Linked DNA regions of Capra hircus: region 2 is linked to region 1. The links are chromatin contacts, called in public Hi-C maps. All regions are on one chromosome and are shown on one strand. The core of a region is the stretch at or near the end of the contact, and the rest is flanking DNA. Distances in the headings are between cores, read along the strand shown.

What was found. A called contact is a pair of places that touch in the nucleus more often than the background predicts.
Region 2: a Hi-C map of blood shows a contact between it and region 1, with 3 times the contacts expected there. The contact joins two enhancer-like sites. A contact is called at or near these places in 3 of 5 Hi-C or Micro-C datasets (blood and liver).

Annotation. Positions count from the first base shown.
Region 1 is chr3:97,199,317-97,205,872 of ARS1.2, reverse strand. NOTCH2 (neurogenic locus notch homolog protein 2) reads left to right here. Exons shown (of 34, transcript XM_018045986.1): 16 at 3,933-4,052; 17 at 4,472-4,624. Among named protein-coding and RNA genes, the nearest start is that of REG4, 120 kb to the right of the region's middle. Within about 2 kb of position 2,807, at least 1 of the 5 cell types and tissues checked has an H3K27ac peak or open chromatin away from gene starts, as enhancers often do.
Region 2 is chr3:97,440,505-97,447,060 of ARS1.2, reverse strand. It overlaps SEC22B (vesicle-trafficking protein SEC22b), which reads left to right. Exons shown (of 5, transcript XM_005677781.3): 5 at 1-824. Among named protein-coding and RNA genes, the nearest start is that of SEC22B, 25 kb to the left of the region's middle. Within about 2 kb of position 3,665, at least 3 of the 5 cell types and tissues checked have an H3K27ac peak or open chromatin away from gene starts, as enhancers often do.

The DNA.
Region 1 (6,556 bases), core at 1,558-4,057:
TTCATCCCATTACTTTTATTCTGTGTGTGTGTCCTTAGGTCTGAAGTGGGTCTCTTGCAGACAGCATATATGTGGGTCTTGTTTTTGCTGCCATTCAGCCAGTCTGTGGCTTTTGGTTGAAGCATTTAATCCATTTACGTAAATATTGATATGTATATTCCTATTGCCATTTTTTTTAATTTGAGGGGTGTTTTTTTAGGTCCTTTTTTTCCCTTTCCTCTTTTGTTCTCTTCTCTTGTGTTTCCTGCCTACAGAATTAATTTCCCTTAGTATTTGTTGCAAAGCTGCTTTGGTAGTGCTGAATTCTCTTAGTTTTTGCTTGTCTGTAAAGCTTTTGAGTCTCTGTCAAATTGGAATGAGAACCTTGCTGGGTATTCTTGATTGTAGGTTTTTCCCTTTTGTCACTTTAAATATATCATGCCACTCCCTTCTGGCCTGCAGAATTTTTGCTCAAAAAATCAGCTTATGGGGATCGGGATTCCCTTATAAGTTATTTGTTGTTTTTCCCTTGTTGCTTTAAATACTTTTTATTTGTATTTAATTTTTGTTAGTTTGATTAATGTGTGTCTTGGCATGTTTCTCTTTGGGTTTATCCTCTATTGGACTGTCTGTGCTTCCTGGACTTAGGTGACGACTCTCTTTTTCATTTTAGGGAAGATTTCAACTCTAATCTCTTCAAATATTTTCTCAGGTTCTTTCTCTTTTTCTTCTTTTTAGACCCCTATAATTTAAATATTGGTGCATTTAATGTTTTCCCAGAGGTCTGAGACTGTCTTCATTTCTTTAAAAAAAAATATTACTTATATATTTCATATTGACATTTTTGGTCCACACCCTGCAGCATGCAGGATGCTGGTTTCCCAAGCAGAGATTAGATCTTTGGCCCCCTGCAGTGGAAGTGTGGAGTCTTAACCACTGGGCTGCCAGGAAAGTCCCTGTCCTCATTTCTTTTCATTCTTTTTTCTTTGCTCTGTTTCACCACAGAGATTTCCACCGTCCTGTCTTCCAGGTCACTTATCCCTTTTTCTGCCTCAGCTCTTCTGATGGTGATTCCTTCTAGTGTATTTTTCATCTCAGTCCTTGTGTTCCTCTCTATTTGTGTGTTCCTTAGTTCTCCCAGGTCTTTGTTGAACATTTCTTGTATCTTCTTGATCTGTGCCTCCATTCTTTTTCTGAGATCTTGGATCATCTTTACTATCATTATTCTGGTTTCTTTTTCAGGTAGATTGCCTAACTCCTCTTTATTTAGTTGTTCTTTTAGATTTTTATTTTGCTCTTCCATCTGCTAGATGTTTCTTTGTCTTTTTATTTTGTCAGACTTACTGTGTTTGTGGTCTCTTTTCTGCAGGTAGCAGGATCATAATTCCTCTTGCTTCTGGTGTCTGCCCCCCATTGGGTTAGGTTGGTCCAGAAGCTTGTGCTGTTATCCCCTTGAAAGGGAGTTTGATTGATGTTGTGACTAGAGCCTGCACTGGATATTGAGCAGGGCCTCCCCTTGCTCTGTGGTTGTCACTGCCCTGTTAGAGACAGGATCTGCTCTCTATTTGTTGGAGTAGAAGCCCCTAGATCTGTTTCTTAGCTGTGCTTCTGATTTGTGGTATGAGGATTGGAGCATTTCCACTGGAGAGAAGCCACTGAGTATTCTTTCTCTGGGGCTGTTCACCTGTGAATGTGCTCTGTTGTGTCCCTTTTTGCCTGTTGTATGGGCTCACAAAGTACAGTATTCTTGGCACTGCACTCTGCCCAGGTAGGAGGGTGCTGGGTAGGGATTGGAACATGGGTACCCTTCAGGTGGCGATAGGGGTGAGCTGGTCACATAGTTTGAGGAGGGGGAACAGAGGAGGCAGTGACAGGGATGTGCAAGCCAGCTCTGCTAGGAGCCCTCCCTAGTGCTTTGGAGGCAGGGGTTGGTGTATGAGGAGAGAGCCTAAAATGGCAACCCCACCCCTTGTGCATTACTCAAAAATGGAGCTTCATTTCTGTGGTTGTCCAGGCTTCCTCCACGAGCATTCTCAGTTGCAGAGTTCTGCAACCCCAGCCTCTCAGGTTGTCTCCTCACAGCCATGTTTTGCCAAAAGTTAAAATTTCACCTTAGGTTCAAAACATTTGTTAACAAAAGAAACCACTCATTATACACAAATAAATAATTTCAATAACTAATAGAGAATTACCTATCTTACTTTTAATAAACAATCATTAAAAGAAAAGAAAAGTAGAACAGTAAAGAAAAGTAACAGTCCATATATCACCAAATTGGGTTTGACTGATATCCAGACTCAGACAGTGCTGGGAAGTCCTGTGTGACAGCAGTCTGGAGCCCCAGTTGGGAAAAGGTCCCGGGCAGCGCATCTGCTCCATAGGTGAGACTTCAGAATTGTAGGTTGGGGGTTCCTGCTTTTAATCCCAGGCCACAAACTGATATTGTCATCAGTCTGAGAGCAGATTGCAGCTCTGGTTTAATCTTTTTTTTTTTTTTTTTACGGTGCCATTTGTTTTGTCTTGTAAATCTTGGAATGTTAGTAAGCCCCTGGTATGGTTGGCCAGACCCCCTCCAGGGGCTCAACAATTCTAGGACCTGCCCCCTTCTCATCTGTGGTGCCATGCAACTCGCACTCACCGCAGGAAGGTAGTCCAGGCAGTGTCCAGGAAGGTCAGAAGCGAGGTCAGAAGCCTGCTCGAACAAGACAAGACTACTTCCATTTAATTTCCCTAACAAACCAACAGCAGGCCCCTCCCCGGATCTGCTCTCCAAAGCCCGCATTCCAGCACCCAGCATCCATGCTCACTGGCAAACACCTGTCTCAGGCTGGGGCGTGCAGGGCCGGGGCATGGACCATCTGTGTCGGTCTCACTCTGTCCTGCCTGTCACAGACCAGCTACTGGACTATCCTCTGAACCCCCAGGCTCCCCTCTGCTCCAGCTCATCTCCCTGCTGATAAGAGGCCTTCCCCAGATGCAGGGACCTCTCCATACCTTCAGCTCCCCATGAGGGGTGCAGGTACCATCCTGCTTCCTCTCCTCTTCCTTTGCCTTCTTTTTTTCACCCTACCCATTATGTGGGGATCTTTCTTGACCTTTTAGGTGTCCAAGATGCTCTGCTAGTGTTCAGCAGGTGCTGTGTGGGAACTGCTTCACGTGTAGGTGTATTCTTGATACATTTGTGGGGAGAGAGAAACTCCATGTCCTCCTACTCCTCCACCATCTTGGAAAAAGCCCATCTCCCTTTTAATAAAAGTATTCTTTTAATTTTTTTCTGGAATCTCATATTCAGTATACTAAGGTAGGAAATGTTGGTGGGCAACTATTAATGTCATGTTTTGATGTTGAAATAAGGAGAGATGTTACCAGACAATTGGTATAACTTCACTGGTTTCCACCTCTGATGGCCTTCTGATCAACCCCATTGCCTTCTGGAACAGGCCTACAGAGGTTTAAGAATAGGAGGCTGTGTTGTTAACTCTGCAAGGTGGATCTATGTTGCTAAGCTCCAGCTGAATCTTAGCTATGAAGATGCAAAAACTCTCACACCCGATTGATGTCAGTTTCTAAATCCACAGAACCACTTGTGATAATAACGTGAAGATAACAGGAGCCCAGCAGTTGTTGAGCACTTACTCCCTGTGCTGGGCCCTATGCTAATAAGAACTTTGTAAACATTTTTTCATTTAATCCACAAAAAGCCTCTATGACTTACATACCATCCTAATTCCTATCTTGTTTATGTAGAAGCTCAGAGAATGTAACTTGCCTGAGATCACACCGTGAGTTATCACATCAGATCCAAGACACAAAGGTCCGTAGGTCTCTCAGATCCCGAAACTAATTCATTACATTAGATCTGAATTCGGAAAGCATCCTTTGGTGTAGAATTTGGGGAAATCTCAGTTCCTTGGACTTTTTCTCTATAATAAACTCTGTCATTTGATTTACAGGCAAGAACTGTCAGACTGTATTGGCTCCCTGTTCCCCAAACCCTTGTGAGAATGCTGGTGTTTGCAAAGAGGCACCAAATTTTGAGAGTTACTCCTGTCTGTGTGCTCCTGGCTGGCAAGGTAACAGCGTCGGAATGTAGAAACCAAGAGCATTTAACAGAGTGATCTGGTTATTTGATGACATGGAGAATCTGTCTTTTGAGGCTTGCCCTTTTTTGTCAAGAACACAGGCCTTGTATAAAAGCCGAAGCTGCTAACAAATGTTTTAGACTTTCCATTTTACGTGTCTTTGCTGCCCCCTGGTGGCTAGAAGACTCCAACCAGAGTCTGAAACTATGATGTTCTATGTAGAATTTTAGCATCTGGGTGGCAACTTGTTGGGGGAACAGAAACCTGAAGGGACTTCCCAAAGCAGGAGGCCAAACAGCATATCCTTGCAGTAGCCCCACCCACCCCAGCTAAAGCTCAGCCCCCATATAAATTTCTGCGTGGGAATCGATTTCCAAAGACTGGACTGTTCATTGCCCCTTTGTTTGCAGGTCAGCGGTGTACCATCGACATTGATGAGTGTGTCTCCAAGCCCTGCATGAACCACGGTCTCTGCCATAACACCCAGGGCAGCTACATGTGCGAATGTCCTCCAGGCTTCAGCGGCATGGACTGTGAGGAGGACATTGATGACTGCCTTGCCAGTGAGTGCACCAGCCTGCTCCTGAGCCCCTAGGGGAGAGCAGAGCCAAAGGGCAGAGGAGGACCTGGCGAGGCACTTGCCTCGGTGCTGAGGCTGCCCATCCGACAGTGTATCACCTGTCTTTAATTTTCGTATTTTAAAAATCTTCATTTTGAAGCTAGTGGCTTTAGGAGTTAATACACGGGAGTCGCTTTTAAGCATTGCCTTACTAATTTTTGTACATTGTCAAAGTGGGGACAATGCTATGAAAGCTTCTAATAAAAAGCAGATCTCTTGAGGTATAATTAAGTATACAACACACTGCCAGTATTTAAATGAACCAGTCCAGTAAGTTTTGACATATGACAACTCAAAACAATATTTAAGATACTGATCACATTCATCCCCCTGAATGTATTTCATCTCTTGTAACTTAACCCTCCTTTCTACTTTCCTGTCTCAGACAACTAGGGATCTACCTCTGTCACTTTAGATTTGTGTGAATTTTTTTACGATTTTATTTTTCTCTGAGAGCTCTACTTGGCACTGTACATCTTAGGGGAATCTTTTCATTCTGACTGGTATGAATGTGAACTGTGCTCAGCCTAGTATAAACTTTAGGGATTGTTCTGCCTACTTCTTTCTAGTGGTTCTTTACCCAGCTTCAGCAGTTTCAGCACATGAATGTGATGTACCTATCAGTACAGGCATCTCTCAATATCTGAGGGTATTGGTTCTAGGACCCCCTGTGGATACTAAAATCTGCAGATGCTCAAGTCCCTTATATAAAATAGTGTAGTATTTGCATATAACCTATGCACATCCTCTTGTATACTTTAAATCATTTCTTAATTACTTGTAATACCTAATGCAATGTAAGTGCTATGTAAATATTTGCTGGTACATGGCAAATTCAAGTTTAGCCTTTTGGAACTTTCTGGGATTTAAAAAAATTTTTTTTCTGTCCTTGGTTGGTTGAATCCATGATTGTGGAACACATGAAAATGGGGGGCCGCTTGTATTCAGTTACTTGTGTGGTGATTAAATCATTAAACTTCAAACGAGCTTATGATAGTGCATCCAGAATAATGGCATCTTATTCACAGCATATATCATTTCAGATTATCATATGGATGGCACTATACTAGGAGCTGACAGTGCCAATATAAATAAAAGCTTACATTTATGAAACTCATAATCTCTCAGGAAATAAAGACAGTTAGACAGATAATTCCGACATTATAAGACTAATGGTGAAAAAAACATGTTCAGGGTACAACTGATGGAGAAATTTAAGGGAGTGGGATCAAACTATTTGGATTCCTTTCCCACATTAATTAGTATATCAATCAAATTTCTACTATTTAAACATTTTTTCCTATTTGAAGTAGGACTAACAATATTTGCAACTAGTTTAAAATTACTCAGTGAATTACTGTGAGTTGCTTGAAAGGTGCTATGGAAGTTACAGTAGCTGTGTAGTATTATGTATAAGAAAGAATAATATGACTTCTAGAGTTGTTCCAGTAGAGACTGCAAATGAGCCTTAGAATGAAATTAGCCTAATAGATGACTAAGGTATAAATAGCTCTCTTATAAAATAAGGGCTGCATTACCCACCTGGTGTTTAGTTTTCTCTTTATGTTTATGACCTGTCTTTAATTGTATTTCAAGTTCCTTAAGACCAGGAGCCACGTCTTACTTTTCTTGCTCCAATTCGGGTGTCGTCTGTGTTGCAGAGGACTGTGCTCTGATAATAGCTCAAAATTTCTTGATTAACTGCTGTGGCTGTAAAGTGTTCTATAAGATCAAACGACGTGATGTTTAAAATTTAAAAATGCTCGTTTCCTAGTTGTATGTAAATCTAAAAAACAACAAACAAAAACAAGAAAGGAGAGAGGGAAGAAAGGAAGAGAGGAAGGGAGAAGAAAAGGTTGACCAGCACAAGGGGACT
Region 2 (6,556 bases), core at 2,416-4,915, 240 kb before region 1:
AACCAGCAATCAAACAGACGTCTAAAATAGAATGTGATAAATACAGTTCAGGGTTATCGAGGGCACATTAAGAAAGGACACCTAATTTACTGTGACAAGGAGGATGGTAAGAGAAGGAGAGTGTGACTTCCCATACAGAGTCAGTGACTTGAGCAAAGTTATGAGTTAAAAGAATGAGGCGCATTTTGGGGGATCGTATTGCTTGGTTTGGGTTTCACTGGTGGCTCAGATGGTAAAGAATCTGCCTCCAGTGAGGGAGTTTGATTGTTGGGTCAGGAACATCCCCTGGAGAAGGGGATGTCGATTATGTCTTTGTCTTTGTGACCCATAGACTGTAGCCCACCAGGCTCCTCTGTCCATGGAATTCTCCAGGCAAGAATACTGGAGTGGGTTGCCATGCCCTTATCAGGGTCATCCAGACCCACGGATTGAACCTGGGTCTCCTGCATTGCGGGCAGATTCTTTGCTGTCTGAGCCACTAGGTAAGGCTGATTGGTGGAGGCCACACAATTAAGGCTTTTGGTTAGTGTATTTAGCAGAAGTGACTGAGCCATATGTGGTTTCTTTTTAGCTCAGCAAAAAGGCAAAGACAGAGGTCGTACAGATGTTACTACTATAATTGCACATTAACTAATTGAACCAAATAGCTTTTACTTTTTAAAAGTCCCCAAAGAAAAGTTTGTAGCATATGTGACATAGTTTGAGGTAGAAGGAGCAAATTGAGTCCCACATCCTTTTAATCATTATAGGTAGGGTTGACCCAACAGTCAACTGTCTAGAGCAGTTTAATCACTCTGTTTTAATAAAGTTTATTTCAAGTGCTGTGATTGAGTCCATGTTTTAGATTAGAAAAGTTGTTGGAAAAGAAATTTGAGTTTCGTATACTCATCAAAACTGGACTAATTTTTTTTTCTTCCATAACCTTCATTAACTGAGCACATTATTAGGCATTTTACATATATTATTATAGTCCCCTCATAACCATTTTCCCAGGTTGCCCAAGGTCACATAGCAAGTTGAAGTACTTGGGTTCAAATCCAGCACTGATAGGCATCCAACTACTACATGTACTGTTTATTTCTAAATTATTATGTAGATGTGTTTGTTCTAAGCACTATTTCACTTTGTCCTATCAGGTTATTAGTTTTTATTTTTTGGAAAAGGTTTTTGTTTTGTATATGTATACAATTTCATTATTTCTATCTCTTTTTCATTTCCTTATCTATCATTTTTCCCTTTTTTCCTTTTTAATAATTTTTACTCTTGGGTGTTTGTTGGCCTTTTCTCACTCTTGGTTTGTAACACATTTTATTTGCTCCTTTTACATTTGATCTTAATGTTAACTCAGCATTTTTCTACATCTGATTCACTTAAGATTTAGCAAAATGATTTTTTAAAATCTCCCTCTTTTTTCTTACGTCCTTTTGCTCATTCTCTTTCCCCGCCCCCTACATTTTCTATGCCTTTCCATTTTACTTCATTTCCCTAGATTCTGCTTTTACTTAGGAGTTACTGTTATGCTACAGCTTTACTTCTGTGAGTGAGAGCTTTAAAATTAACTGTTAGACTTATTATTTTTATATCCTAATTTATCTTACCTTCTGTTGATTTCATAACATACTGTGTTCTCTTATCAGTCAATGCAGATATGCCCCTGCTTTAAGGAATCCCTGTACACAATATTACAAACACTGCAAGGATTCTTCAAGAACAAGCTCCTCTGGTTTGTCTTCGGTATTGGGTGCTTCAGCTCTCACTTGTGTTACGGATGGCTCCAAATGTACCTGTCTGTGCTCACACTGAGATCTAGATCCAGTTATTTTGCTGCTTGTTGGATATCTGTGTTTTGAGTATTCCATAGAACTTTAGTGCACTTAAAACATCTTATTGCCTTCAAAGTTAAAACCTATCCTGTGCTTCCTAAGGCATTTCTAACTTTTAGACATCACCTGCCACTCCTTTACCTCAGCTACAAGTCAGGAATTGCATATGACTCCTCAGTTTTCTCCTACTACCTCTCAACTATTAAAACTTGGTTTTCTTAACCTCCAAAATAGGCGTCATTTATCACTTCCTTGCTTTTTGGCCTAAGATTCAAGCTCATTCAAGCTCTTTAAGTTGGTCTCCTGCAGCAGCCTCCTTACACAGGTCACTCTTTCATCCCAGTATTACTAAGTTATTAATACCAAAGATGTTCATAAAGAGCCAATCATGCCCCATTTCCTATTGAATAAAAGATTACGTACCCCAGTCTCCTTTCCACAGTATGACCTCATATCCTTTCAGACCCATCTGCCACTCCCCACCACCTCTTTGTCTCATCCACACCTAATTCTCTAGCTTTCTCTAATCAGTCAAGTTACCCCTTTACCTTGCCTCATTGGTACCTTCTCTCCAGAACTTTTTGAGTGTGTACCTTATTCCTTTTCATTTCCAACCTACTAAAGTTCTGCTCATCTCAAAGACCCAGCTCTAACACTTCTTTTGTAAAGCCTAACATTCTCACATCCTCCTTCCTACCAGCCTGAGAGAAGTTGTGGCTTCAAACCTCCCATAGCAACATGCTTGTATTTCCAGCATAGAACCTACCAATTAAAAATAGCAGTTTGTGTGTACTTGTCTCCTCGGCTGTATACCATGTGAGTCCCCTAAGGTGAAGACCGATTGATAGTCATGTCTTTGAATCCTTGGCACTTGGTACAGAGACATGTTGGAGGTACTCAACAAATGATTGTAGAATGAGTGCCATTGAATTATGAAAAACATATGCACATGTTTTCTGGAACTAGACTGTTCTTCAAGTCATGTCTATACACATAATTTTAATAGAAGGGGAAAACAACTTGGGGTAAAATGGTATAGGCCTAATAAGGGGAGGCCTTATTAGGAACAAAAGAGACCAACAGGAAGATAAGGAAGAAAGATAGCAAATGAAATTGGTTCTTTAAGGCAGAAACAATTTAAAGATAAAAGGGTGAAGAGTAGGACATGAAATCAAATTAGACTTGAAGTGAAAGCACAAAAGTCAGGGCAGACTTGGTCTGGAAATGTTTCCTGTTGACCTCAGAGCCTATGGTTGCTTTTATGTATAATGGACAATATTAAATGAGCTTTTCATGTCACTTAAGTTCTTACCAATTTGTCATCAGACAAAGTGACTCTAGTTTAGTGATAATTACCTTGACCCAGATGCCATGTAAAGTAAGACCGTATTTACCATGCAAAAAATAAACTGGCTAAAGGGTTAGTTTTGCCCAACCAATAGTGGTTTGCACCCGCCAGACTTCTCTCAGGGATTCCCCCACAAACAGTGTCACAAACAGTGTAGGTAGGCAGTGAAGTTTGATCTACAGTCTAAGGTGGCTCAGTGGTAAAGAATCCTCCTGCCATTGCAGGAGCCCCAGGAGATGCAGGTTCGATCCCTGGGTCAGGAAGATCCCCTGGAGGAAGAAATGAGAACCTATTCCAGTATTCTTGCGTAGAGAATCCCATGAACAGAGGAACCTGGTGGGCTACGGTCCATGGGGTCCCTAAGAACTGGGCATGACTGAGCGGCTGAGAATGCATGCACACACAGTCTGGCTATACTGCAATATTTAAGATGTGTTTGCACAGTCCATTTCTCAGCCCATAACTTGCTGTTTCCAGAAGAGGGCAGCAAAATTCCAATCTGAGGAGTCTTTACCACTTCCTCAAAGTAAAGCAGTATTTCCTTGAGAGGAAAACAACTGTACTGTAAAGAGAACAACAGCCCTTAAAATTAATGATCTTTTACGTGACAGATGAGGGAAATCCCGGTACTATAAAAGCCATAACAAGCAGTCACTCATTTCAAATAATACTTTCATTCTCCGTAATCTCTGAAGAAAATAATTGGGGCTGTTTCTTTAATCTCATTTTAACGATTTGACCTGTGTAACCAGAACCCATCCCCTCATCCATCCCCAGCCAGTTTTTCCATTTAACCCCAGATTTTCACATCTCACATTGCACTGGTTTTTAAATAAAAATGATTTTAATAGAAAAGTAAGATGTTCAGTCCTGATTCTTTCCATTTAAGATGTCTGGCTAAGTCCAAAGAATGATTTCCAAAGGTGTCCAAATATGTGTCATGGAGTTTGTGCCATTTGGAGCAAATGTTAGCTGTATCATCTGTTTCTGTTCTTATTATTTCAGTTTGTTTTAAAATATCCTTGTGCTTTTAGACCTTCTAAGGACTCAGCAGCTAACGTTTAAACTGACCTTTTTTGTTGTTGTTTTTGAATTGTTCTTAATAGCATATATGGTACTCTCATACTTGTTTTCACGTTGATAGCCACGGTCACCGTTTTACAGATAAATTTTCTCATCTGTAAGCAGAATAGCTGCTCTTTGCTTAGAAAGTGCAGGAAGGTGCCTCAGATGACAAGACAGCCCAACGGGTGGCTATTTTCCCTTTTTCTAATAAATGATAGAAGAGCTGATTCAGAATCTGATGCTTTTTTGGTCTGCTCTACTACAATCAGAGATGAGGTAGAAAGACTTTCGGTTACAGTTTTTCATTTTCTTCTGCTTTTGTTGGTTCATGTCTGGCTCTGCACTTTTGAAAAAAATGATCTGTTTCTCGCTCTACCCCCATTTTGCCACCTCCAAGTCAGAGTCTTCTTTCCATTCCAGCTAAACCTCTTCCTGTTCTTAAGAATTGCATCACATTCTTGGCTTACTGTAGACCAACACCCCCACACTGGCACCAGGGAGTGTATGGGCCTTCTTTATTGGTTGAAAGTTCTTGCCTGGTGAGCACACAATATGTCGCTCACTTCCTGACTTCCACTCCTGGCTGAATTTGTCTCTTGGAAAAAAATACATACTTCTCAGACTTTTGTTTGTTTTTAATTCCCCTCTACTTTTTCCATGTCCTTGGAATGAGCAAGATTTTCCCAAGTAGAAGCCATATTGAAGGCCTTTTGAAGTAAAGCATGTGTGTGTCTCAATGAATGAGATGTCTACCTTGTTGTTCCTAATTCTTCACTTTACCCTCACTTTCAACCCAGTTTAATCAGCATTGGCTCCCACGGTGTTGAAGAATAGAAAGGGCTTTCACTAAACACAGTAATCTCCCCCCACCCCCCAATATTACCAAAACCAAAGGATAGATCCATCTCTATCTTACTTGACTATGCCCAGCTTCTGATGCGATTGACCTCCTTGACAGACTCATCATCTTCCTGTGGTCTCCACACAGTTATTATTTTCCTGCTGTAATCATGGCTTGTCAATATCCTTTGCAAGTTCCTCTTTCTCTAGAGTTAGTGTTCCTTAAGACCCATCCTATGTCAGCCTCTTTCCTTTACACTTTCTCTGAGAAGTCACATCCCCTCTCATGGCTTTTGTTGAGATCTCTATGCCAATGACTTCCAAATCTCTACTTCTCCTAACTCCAGACTCAACTGCCTTCGAGAATCTCTCTACCTGGAAATTCCTGAAACCATATTAGCACACTCCCTTCAAACTATTCCCCCTCTGCTACTGCTGCTGCTAAGTCACTTCAGTCATGTCCGACTCTGTGAGACCCCACAGACGGCAGGCAGCCCACCAGGCTCCCCTGTCCCTGGGATTCTCCAGGCAAGAACACTGGAGTGGGTTGCCATTTCCTTCCCCAATGCATGAAAGTGAAAAGTGAAAGTGAAGTCGCTCAGTCATGCCGGACTCTTAGTAACCCCATGGACTGCAGCCCACCAGGCTCCTTCCTCCATGGGATTTTCCAGGCAAGAGTACATCTAAATATGTGTCACAATATCCACCCAGATGCTCTAGCCAGAAACCTAGGGTGCATCCTTGATTACTCTTGCTCACCCTCCACGTTCCGTCAATAACCAAGTCCAGTAAAATCTAATCCTTTGGATTTACCCACTCACCTTTATCCCTATCTGGCCTAAGTGATCACCTCTGGATTTCTGCAATTCTTTGCTAGTTTCTTGCCTCTAGTTTTTCTCCCCTTGGATCATTTTTACCAGTCACCAGAAAGTTTTTAATAAATGTAATTCTGATAAATTCACCTCCTTTGTTTAAAATCATTTACTTGCTTCCCACTGTCCTTAGGCTAGAGCTCCAACTCCTTAGCATGGCTTATAAGCTCTTCATGATCGGCAACCTGCCTACCTGCCATCTGTGCTCCACTCCCACTGGATTCCAGTGTTTCAAATACGTACCGCTTCCTCTTGTTTCTTGACCTTCACAAATACTCTCCTTTGCCTGGAATGCTGTATCAGAACCTCAAACATACCTAGTCTAAATTCTACCCCCACATTGTCATTTCTCTGATTCCTCAGTCATAATTGAATTTGGACACAATTCTAAATTAACTCTTGAATTAAAACCCAAATTAATCTTATCCCAGCTGATATATTTCTTATTTCTCTGAAAAATACCATCCAAGGATATGTTCTAATGAAAAATGTATTTGAACTAATTAACTTAGATCAGGATTGACTTTTACCATAACTGAATATAAACTGGAACATATTTTTTAAATTACTGGGATGTTTCCTTGATTATTATTCATCATGACATTCTG